Regions from separate parts of the Mus musculus genome. Here region 1 is linked to region 2. The links are chromatin contacts, called in public Hi-C maps. All regions are on one chromosome and are shown on one strand. The core of a region is the stretch at or near the end of the contact, and the rest is flanking DNA. Distances in the headings are between cores, read along the strand shown. Region 1 overlaps Trappc9 (trafficking protein particle complex 9). Region 2 overlaps Trappc9 (trafficking protein particle complex 9).

The links. Hi-C and Micro-C count contacts between places; a contact is called where the count stands out from the background.
Region 1: a Hi-C map of cerebral cortex shows a contact between it and region 2, with 4 times the contacts expected there. The contact joins two enhancer-like sites. A contact is called at or near these places in 5 of 39 promoter capture datasets (the C10 cell line, the HPC-7 cell line, embryonic stem cells and 2 more), 2 of 15 datasets of contacts at CTCF or cohesin (large pre-B cells and pro-B cells), 13 of 484 Hi-C or Micro-C datasets (the G1E-ER4 cell line, the N1E-115 cell line, bone marrow-derived macrophages and 7 more), 1 of 115 datasets of contacts at active chromatin or transcription factors (astrocytes) and 1 of 9 other capture datasets (embryonic stem cells).

What each region holds. Positions count from the first base shown.
Region 1 is chr15:73,018,526-73,022,764 of GRCm38.p6, reverse strand. The region is part of intron 6 of Trappc9 (trafficking protein particle complex 9); the gene reads left to right. Among named protein-coding and RNA genes, the nearest start is that of Trappc9, 41 kb to the left of the region's middle. RefSeq lists an enhancer at 1-2,346. Within about 2 kb of position 1,269, at least 59 of the 459 cell types and tissues checked have an H3K27ac peak or open chromatin away from gene starts, as enhancers often do. A contact at or near this core is called in cerebral cortex, where this site is marked.
Region 2 is chr15:72,905,302-72,909,238 of GRCm38.p6, reverse strand. The region is part of intron 15 of Trappc9 (trafficking protein particle complex 9); the gene reads left to right. Among named protein-coding and RNA genes, the nearest start is that of Gm31665, 65 kb to the left of the region's middle. Within about 2 kb of position 2,133, at least 15 of the 459 cell types and tissues checked have an H3K27ac peak or open chromatin away from gene starts, as enhancers often do. A contact at or near this core is called in cerebral cortex, where this site is marked.

The DNA.
Region 1 (4,239 bases), core at 20-2,519, 110 kb before region 2:
CTGTCTTTCAGAATCCCTGCATGAGCTGGTGGTGCCACACACTTTGAATCCCAGCACTCAGGAGGCAGAGGCAGGCAGATTTCTTGAGTTTCAGGCCAGCCTGGTCTACAAAGGGAGTCCAGGACAGTCAGGGATATTACACAGAGAAACTCTGTCTCAAAAATCCAAAACCTCAGAACTGGAGGATAAAACTGTCTTTATCGGTGCTCTGCAAAATAGATGCAGAGTCCCTCTTCCCTGTGCAGGCACAGGGTGACCTGCGTGTGTTGGCTGGTTTAGGCGAGTGATTTCTGGTAATTATCTGGCACTCCCAAATGGCAACAAATAGCTGGCTGTGTACAGATCTGTGCAATGGTCATGAGGGTTTCACAGGCAAATGACAAGGTTCATATGAGAACAGAGGGGCTGGGACTTGAGTCATCATTTTCCCCTGTTTGTGAATAGAGGAGCCATGCAGCACCCTCTCAGCTTGTCTTCTGTGGAGAGCAAGCAGCCACCTCTCTCCTTTACTTAGTGCCGCTGCACACCGTCTGGGAACAGCAGGGTGGCAAGGAGGCTGCAAACCTCACTGGCATCCATTCACAGACTTCTTGAAGTAGGAATCTGTTCCTTGAGATTCTGTGGTCTAAATGTAGCCACCCCTATCTGCAGAGGGAGGTTAGGAAAAGGAACAATGATTCAGGCACCAAAGAAGATGGTGGCTTAGAGGTGAGGGGTCCCTGGGACACGTGTTCATGCACCCTTTGTGTTCCTTCCCTTCCCTTCCCTTGCCTCTGGGATGGGCAGGAGTGACTCTAGGCAAAGTGTTTCTGTCTGCCTGCCTGCTAGCCTGCTCCTGAAGTCCAGTGAGCTGCAGACAGTCATGGTCCACACTGGCCGGCGCTGAGGAGGGGAAACCGGCTGATAAACAAAAGACATGGAGGCAAACAATTCCCAAGTGAGTCAGATCTACAGAAACAAAGACCACGCTCCCATTGGATACCTTCTGCGGAGGAGCAGCTCGGGAGGCCTTCATCCCAGGAGCATAAGCACTGTTGCAATGTAGAGCAAGGTGCAACAAAGAAAGATGCACAGGCTGCGATGACTGTCTCCCCTGTAGCTGGCTGGTGGGGCTTGTGGCGGCTCCATCTGGTGCTGAGCAGACCCTGAGAAAGGTCTCGTCAGTTCCTTTCCTCACCACTTGCAGCCAGTTTTAAAGACAGGGAAACTGAGGGGTGAGACCCAGCTCAGCTCACAAAGTCTCCCATTGTTCTTTCAGTCCCCCTCGCTCCCTCGCTTGTGTGATTCCAAAAGCCCAACCCGGTGGCAGCTCCCCTCCCCCACCCTAGGCTGCCTGAGGGACTGAATACATTTTTGTTTTCAACAGAAAATGGCAGGTGACCTTACGAGAAAGTGCTACTGAGGAAGTGTCTGGAAAACTAGACCAGCTTCTGAGGGTCGCAGCGTGGCCCCGTCCTCCGCCTCCTCACATCTCTAAGTTCCAGAACAATTGGTGCCCTTTAAAACATTCTCCTTTATGAGACTTTAGAGGGGACTTTCAACCTCTTTGTCTTTGGTTAATTTTCTTTGCAAAGCCATTCAGATTTTATGCAGGCTACTCTGTTCAGATGCAAGAACAGCCTCCTCCTCCTCGGATTTCTTTTTTGATGGGTTTCCTTAATGAAGCTGTTGCTAAGGAAACCCTGCAAGAGCCTGGTAGGCACCAGAGTGACTGCATCCCTAGTGCTCCTGTCAGGTTGAGCTCAGAGTCAGAAGGGTGGGAGAGTGGGGAAGGGTGTCATCTGGGGAAGGGGCTGAGGTAATGCTGTGACAGGTCAAAGCTGGCCAACTGGCCAATGGCTTCCAGGGCCAGTCAGTCCGTGGGGGAACTGTGGGGGAACCGTGGGGGGATCCACAGCTCTTACAAGGAAACCATTGAATGGGGGGGGGTGGAGAAGGAAGGTCACCTGCTAGATTCCTTTCTGGAATTGAGAGGAGAGAGAGAGAGAACTGAGAAATTTCTGGTCTAACAGGATTCTGGTGTGTGGCTTGACTAAGAGTCCAGGAGAGTGGAAGTCTGTGAGGACAGTGAGGGGGGCTCAGTCATTCCAGAGCCAGGGGTCTGCAGAGACCCCTTGGGGGCCAGCTCTGCTCTACCCCCTCCCCTCCCCCTCCCAACTTGGAAAGGCACTGCCCATTGAGCTGAGTTTCAAATCTCCACTCTAACCAGAAAAGGTGATAAAAGAAGCCAGACCTCAGTGCCCTGCAGGCAGCTGTAATTTTTAAGGAGGGGTGAGAGGGATACTTGGGAATTCCTCTTTGGAGACTTGCAAGTCACTTTGGTCTCATGGGCTTGGGGAATCTTGGCTTTCCCTCTCCGCTTTAGCAGTTAGGAACCTTAGCATCAAGTCTACAGATACCTTAATAATTACACCCACTTCCTGGCAGGCATTTTTCTGATCGAACCTTCCTCTGGTTTTATTTAACTATAATCTCATTTTTTTCACCTTGATTTTTTTTTTTTATATTTTGGCTGTTACTGCTCTTAAATTGTGTGTGTTTAAAAAATTGATTTTACATTCTTCTTTAGAACAAGGCAGAATGTAAACAGATGCAGGCACGGAGAGTAGCGCAGGCGCACTGCAGACACAGAGAGAACCGCAGGCACACTGCTTTTGGAGGTTCCAGGGTATTTACCTTAGGAGGTTACAGCTGAGGTGAATGTTAAAACTGTGTTTTCAGTAGGCGAGTCTGGTAATACACGCAGACTCTGGAGAAGGGATGGGGGCTTATTCATCTCTCTGTGCAGGCACAGTGCTTGTCAGAGAAGAGACACTTATTAATCTCTGACGCATGATTCATCCGGCTGCTCTCTCCAGTGTCGGCACCGCTCCGAGCAATGACAGCGGTGACCATTGGTAGGGATGCAAGGTGTCCCACGAAGAGCTCCACAACCTTTCTGCGTTTAACACTTCAAGGCCCTCCTGTGAGGAATTGTTTTTATTAGTTCATATTTGTTATGCACAGCAGACTTGGTTTTTATTCGGGAGAGCTTCAAGGCTCTGGAAGATTGCTAGAGTGGTGCAGCCAACACTGGGATGCCCACTGGCTAGAGGGTGGTGCCTGCCCTCGGCACCCAGCTAGCTTGCCTGGCACAGGTTTGCAAGTTTGTTCCCATCATAGTGGAAGTCAGTACCTATTTCCTTTCTGTGGCCAGATACTAGCCACTCTTTTTTATAGGTCTGGCTTTTCCTTTTATGCACCAGTGGACAGCAGGGGCTGCTGCCTCCTCCTCCTCCTCCTCCTCCTCCTCCTCCTCCTCCTCCTCCTCCTCCTCCTCCATCTCCTCCTCCTCCTTCTGGCTGTTGAAAGATGCTACCGTGAACACTGACATGCAGGTTTTGTGGAATGTGTTTTCACTCCGTGTGGGATGTACATTTGGGCCATATCCCACTCTGCAGCGTTTTGAGGCACTGTCAGATTGCTGAGGATGGCTACCACCAGGATCTGAGGGCTCCATTCTCCATTCAGGAGGCCCTGAATAGGTGGGACCTGCATCTTTGACTGCAGCTGCTGTAGTAGCAAGAAGGGAAGGAGGGATTCGTGGCTCTGGTTTAATCTGCATTTCCCTCGTGCCCCGTGTTGTTGAGCATCTTCTCCTGTGCTGACCGGCCATCCACACATTTCCATTACAGTCCTTTGCAGCCTTTACTGTCTTTGGAGCCAGGGATTGAACTCAGAGTCTCATGCACATTGAACACAAACTGTACCACCCAGACCATCAATCCTTCGCTGGCTCTGCATGTTGTATGGATGTAGGAGCTCTTAGTGTGATCCAGAGGGTGCATTCTTGTCAGGTCTCCGCTCTGCAGGAACGTGCACCATTTCATTTGTCTTTTGAGAGAGACGACACTCTTGTTTTCTTGCTCAGACTGGTCTTCAATTCTAAGGCTCGAGGGATGGGCACATTTCATCCTCCAAGTGGCTGAGACACCTGAGTGTCCACCACCATGGCCCTGCCCACTTGTGACGTCTTTCACAGACATGCCTTTCTTCCTTTGATGGAATCCAGTTTCTCTGCATGTTATGTTAGCACACCGCATATGCTTTTGGTGTGGTTCAGGAGAGATCACTGAGCCCAAAGCTCCACTGTTTGCTTTTTGACAGGATGTGTCTATGTAGCCCAGGCTGGTCTCATACTTGCTATGTAGACCAGGCTATCCTCAAAGTCTGGGCCTTCTGCTCCAGCTTTCCAAGAGC
Region 2 (3,937 bases), core at 884-3,383:
CCATAGCCTACTTTGTATACTGACCATGGCAGTGAGAAGTTCTGACTCAAGCTGTAGTAAAGAGAGGCAAAGCCACTGTGCACCAGCAGTGTGGCCATGATGCCCATGCGGAAGGCAGCAAGGAGGGGAAGCTGTAGCTGGGAGGCCAACGATGGCAGAAACAGGAAAGATGAGGGGGGTTAGAGCTTGGGTGAGAGTAGAGAAGGTGGTCGTGGGGAGGTAAGAACAGCACTGGAAATGCTTGGGCAGTCTGGACCCTGAGCTAGCAGTACAGGGTCCGTACTCCACCAGACACCAACTCTTCCTGTTTGGACGGAAGCACCTATCATCATTCCTTCCACTGAACAGCCACCCCCACCCGGCAGTTGTCTCTTGGTGAGTCACCACAGCTTGACTGGAGAGAGCAATGATGAGCACAGGAGATCGATCGATGGTCCACAGAGAGGCTCTCGTTGCCTGCAGTGCAGTCACCTGTTGCTGATGAATGACAAACACCCCAGTCTCCATCCCAGGGGCTTAGAAAGTTATTTTCCAACCGGAATTTAAACCAAAGAACAAAGTCAACCTTCCCACATGCTGGCCGAACAGGGGGCCTAGTAATGTACGTACTTCATAGGTTATTAAACAGACCTCTGGGGCAAATGTGGTGGGTGGCACGAAGCTGTCTACATCAGCAGAGATGCTCTCCTACGAGCCCCAGGGAGGCAGGGACAGGCTGACCTTTCCCATGGCTACGCTGCGGCGCTGTGAAATGACTGTCTGTGAGTCAGAAGGCAGGTAGGTGGCAGGGCTAAATATAACGATGGGCAGGCAGTCCAGCACATTAGCTTTGTTCCTTTGGAGCAAAAGCAGACAGCCCACTGAATACAAAACAAAAGCAACACTCAATGGCCAACACAACCCAAAAGCAATCATAGGTCAGGATTAAAATCTAAGATACCCCCCCCCCCCGTTTCAGTTCAAATATGGAAAAAAAAAAGTTGGCAGAAGAGAATAAACATCTGTTCAAAGTCACCAGTGAACCACTCAAGGCCTAGATGGGATGGTCAGACTGTGAAGAGGCTAGGGCTGCAGGCCCAGAGTCTCTCGTCCCTGGAGGCCTTCTATAAGGGGCTAAGGGGGCAGAGAAGAGAAGGCACCAAGGAAGTTAACACTGGCTGGGGAGAAGGCAGCAGCCCACCCTGTTTGTATAAAACACAAGGCAGAGAAAGGGGCAACAAGTATGAAAGCAGCAATGAGGTTGCCATGGGGACCCAGCTAGGGAATGGGCAACTTAGGAGTCAGAGCTCCCCTGTCTCCCCAAAGGACCAAAAGCCCACAGGACCGGGAACTGGGTAGAGGTTGTGTCTGGTCCCTGAAGGCAGATGGCCGATGAGAACATCTTCACAAAGGCAGCGTGGGTCAAGGTAGAAAAGTTCTCATGGAGCCCTGGGTGTGTGGGGGGGAACCCCTGTTTCTGATGACAAAGGGGGACAGCAGGGCTTTTCAAAGGAGACCAAGGAATAGCTCTCGAGGCTGAGGGGGCAAGGGCTGAGTGAGGAAGGGACACCCAGGTAGGCGGCAGGTAGGCAGAACCTGGGAATTCAGAGACAAGGATCCTGGACTTGCCCTCTCAAGCACAGTAGGGCGACATGCATTCAGACAGATTCTCAGGGGGCTTGTGCTGGCACAGGGGCATGTCGACAGCAGGACCGGTGTGATCTCCTGGTCACAAATGAAGACCCTGTGAGAACAGGCAGGAAGTAACTGAATTGCATGCCAGGCGAGTGTGTTGGGCACTGTTAAATATTCTCTCCGTCCTTATGTTTTCTAAACCAAGGAAAAGCCAAGTTTCAACAAAATCTCAGGCTTTCTTTTAAAAAAAAATCAAAACCAAAACACATGTTTGTGGTAATACTGAGGCATCTAGGAATTCCAAAGACAGAAAGAGATATACCCCTGTGTTAAGACTGCAAGCAAGCTGCCTTCAGCTTCCGGGTGCTTTGGGATGAGTCACACCACTCTTTAAAAAAATAAGACTGAGAACTCCAAAAATCCATATTTATTCTCACAAGAGAACAGCAGACCAGGGCAGGGATGCTGAACAGCTCTTCCGATCTCAGAGGACAGCGTTAGGGGAGCGGGCAGGTCATGGGAGAGAACACAGCCGACTGCAGAGCAGCGGCCCACTGATAAAAGTAATCCCAGGCCACAGTGGCAACCCCTGCTTTAGCTGTCAGCAAACTGTGAAGCGGTACACCGTCAGATGTGATTCACACATAGCCCTGGACTCTGGATGAACAACCGTGTTGATGCCTCTGCCCTTAGCAGCCTGCTCCCAGGGTGTTCATCAGAAAGGTGGCAAGAAGCGTACCCACCCGTGGGAAGCAGAGCGGGATCTCATCAGAGCTTAGCAAGCCACTGGTGTCTCTGCTGAACCCCAGGCTGCGAGCATAGGGCCATTCAGTGACAGTACACAGGGAAAAGGAGGAAGAGCAAGCTTACCTGTGGCCACATCTACCACTCTGCACTAGTGGCCTCCCCAGAGAACTCTGCATGTCTCACTCCAGGGCAGCTACAAACTACCTTCCTTCTATGGTTTTGTTGTAGCATCAAGAAAAATCATCACTTTTTTGATTGACATCTTATTCCATAAGAAATGATTTAATAGCAGCTTGATATGTAATCATATATATGTGTGTGTGTTTGTGGGTATACACACACACATATATATATATATATAAAGCCTGGAACTAATCTATCCTCTTCTATGGAAAGAAGGTTACTTAACCACCTATATCAGTAGCTACTGTACCCCAAGCTACAACTTTTCTGGGAACCCCAGAGCACTCTATGTGTTCAGGCAGACAATGGGAAGCCTCCAGACACTGGAAAGGGCAGAAGGCCTTAGGTCTGGTGCCATCACTGTGTGCACCTGTGGAGGGAGAGAAGTGTCCGGATGAGGCTGTCCATGGAGGCTGGGGACCGTGCTGCTCCAATTCCACTGTCACCATAGACATATTTTTACTTTCCTAAACACACTGCGGAGTTTCTGAATGAACAAACATGCTTTCTCTACGGAAATTAAGGATGAGTGTTGGCTCATCGTTTTAGCCAACTGCTTCTACTGCTCTGGTTTTCTTGAGCATATTTTATGATAACCAGATGGGCTCTTTTGGCATCCATGGATTTTATGAATACATGAGAAGGCATCTTTGAAAAATATTCTACCTGGAACAGCCTACGCTGACAGACTCCCACGAGACACCCTTTGCTTTCTTTTACCTTTGCAAGTGTATTTTATTTTAGTTACATTCTATTCAAGTTTATTTTAGGTATCTGTTACCATACACACACACACACACACACACACACACACACACACACACATACACACAATCTCCTTGTTCGTTCATATCTTTTTCTTTCTTTCTAGAAGCACGTTAAAAAAAAAAAAACATAGCCTGTCACTAGGGTTGGTTGCTAAGCCATTTGTAAGCCCTAACCATAGGTTTGGTAGTGTTTTGATATATATATATATATATATAGTTTGGACCTCTGGGGATGCTGGTGAGCTCAGGATGTTGCTTTTGTGTCAGGGTGGCCGGTGGTTCCAAGTTTGTGTTTTAGCTATGTGTTGATGGGCCGTGTAATACTGAAGAAGTCACCTCATTGGAACCTTGGCTCTCTCATGCGTACAATCACTATGGCAATGCCCACTTTACAGGGAGTGTGGAACGAGTTGGATGCCCCCATGCACTTGTGCCTGCTGCATGACCAGTTATCAGATCTGCCAGGGTTCATCAGAGAGGAGGGGCTGCTGCTGGGTACAATAGGAACTGGCTCACATAGTTGTGGAGGGCGGAAAGCCCTGCAACAGGTTGCCCATGAGCTGGAGACTCTGGAGGAACATGGATCAGTCTGAGGCAGAAGGGCTGAAAACCTTGGAAGACACGGA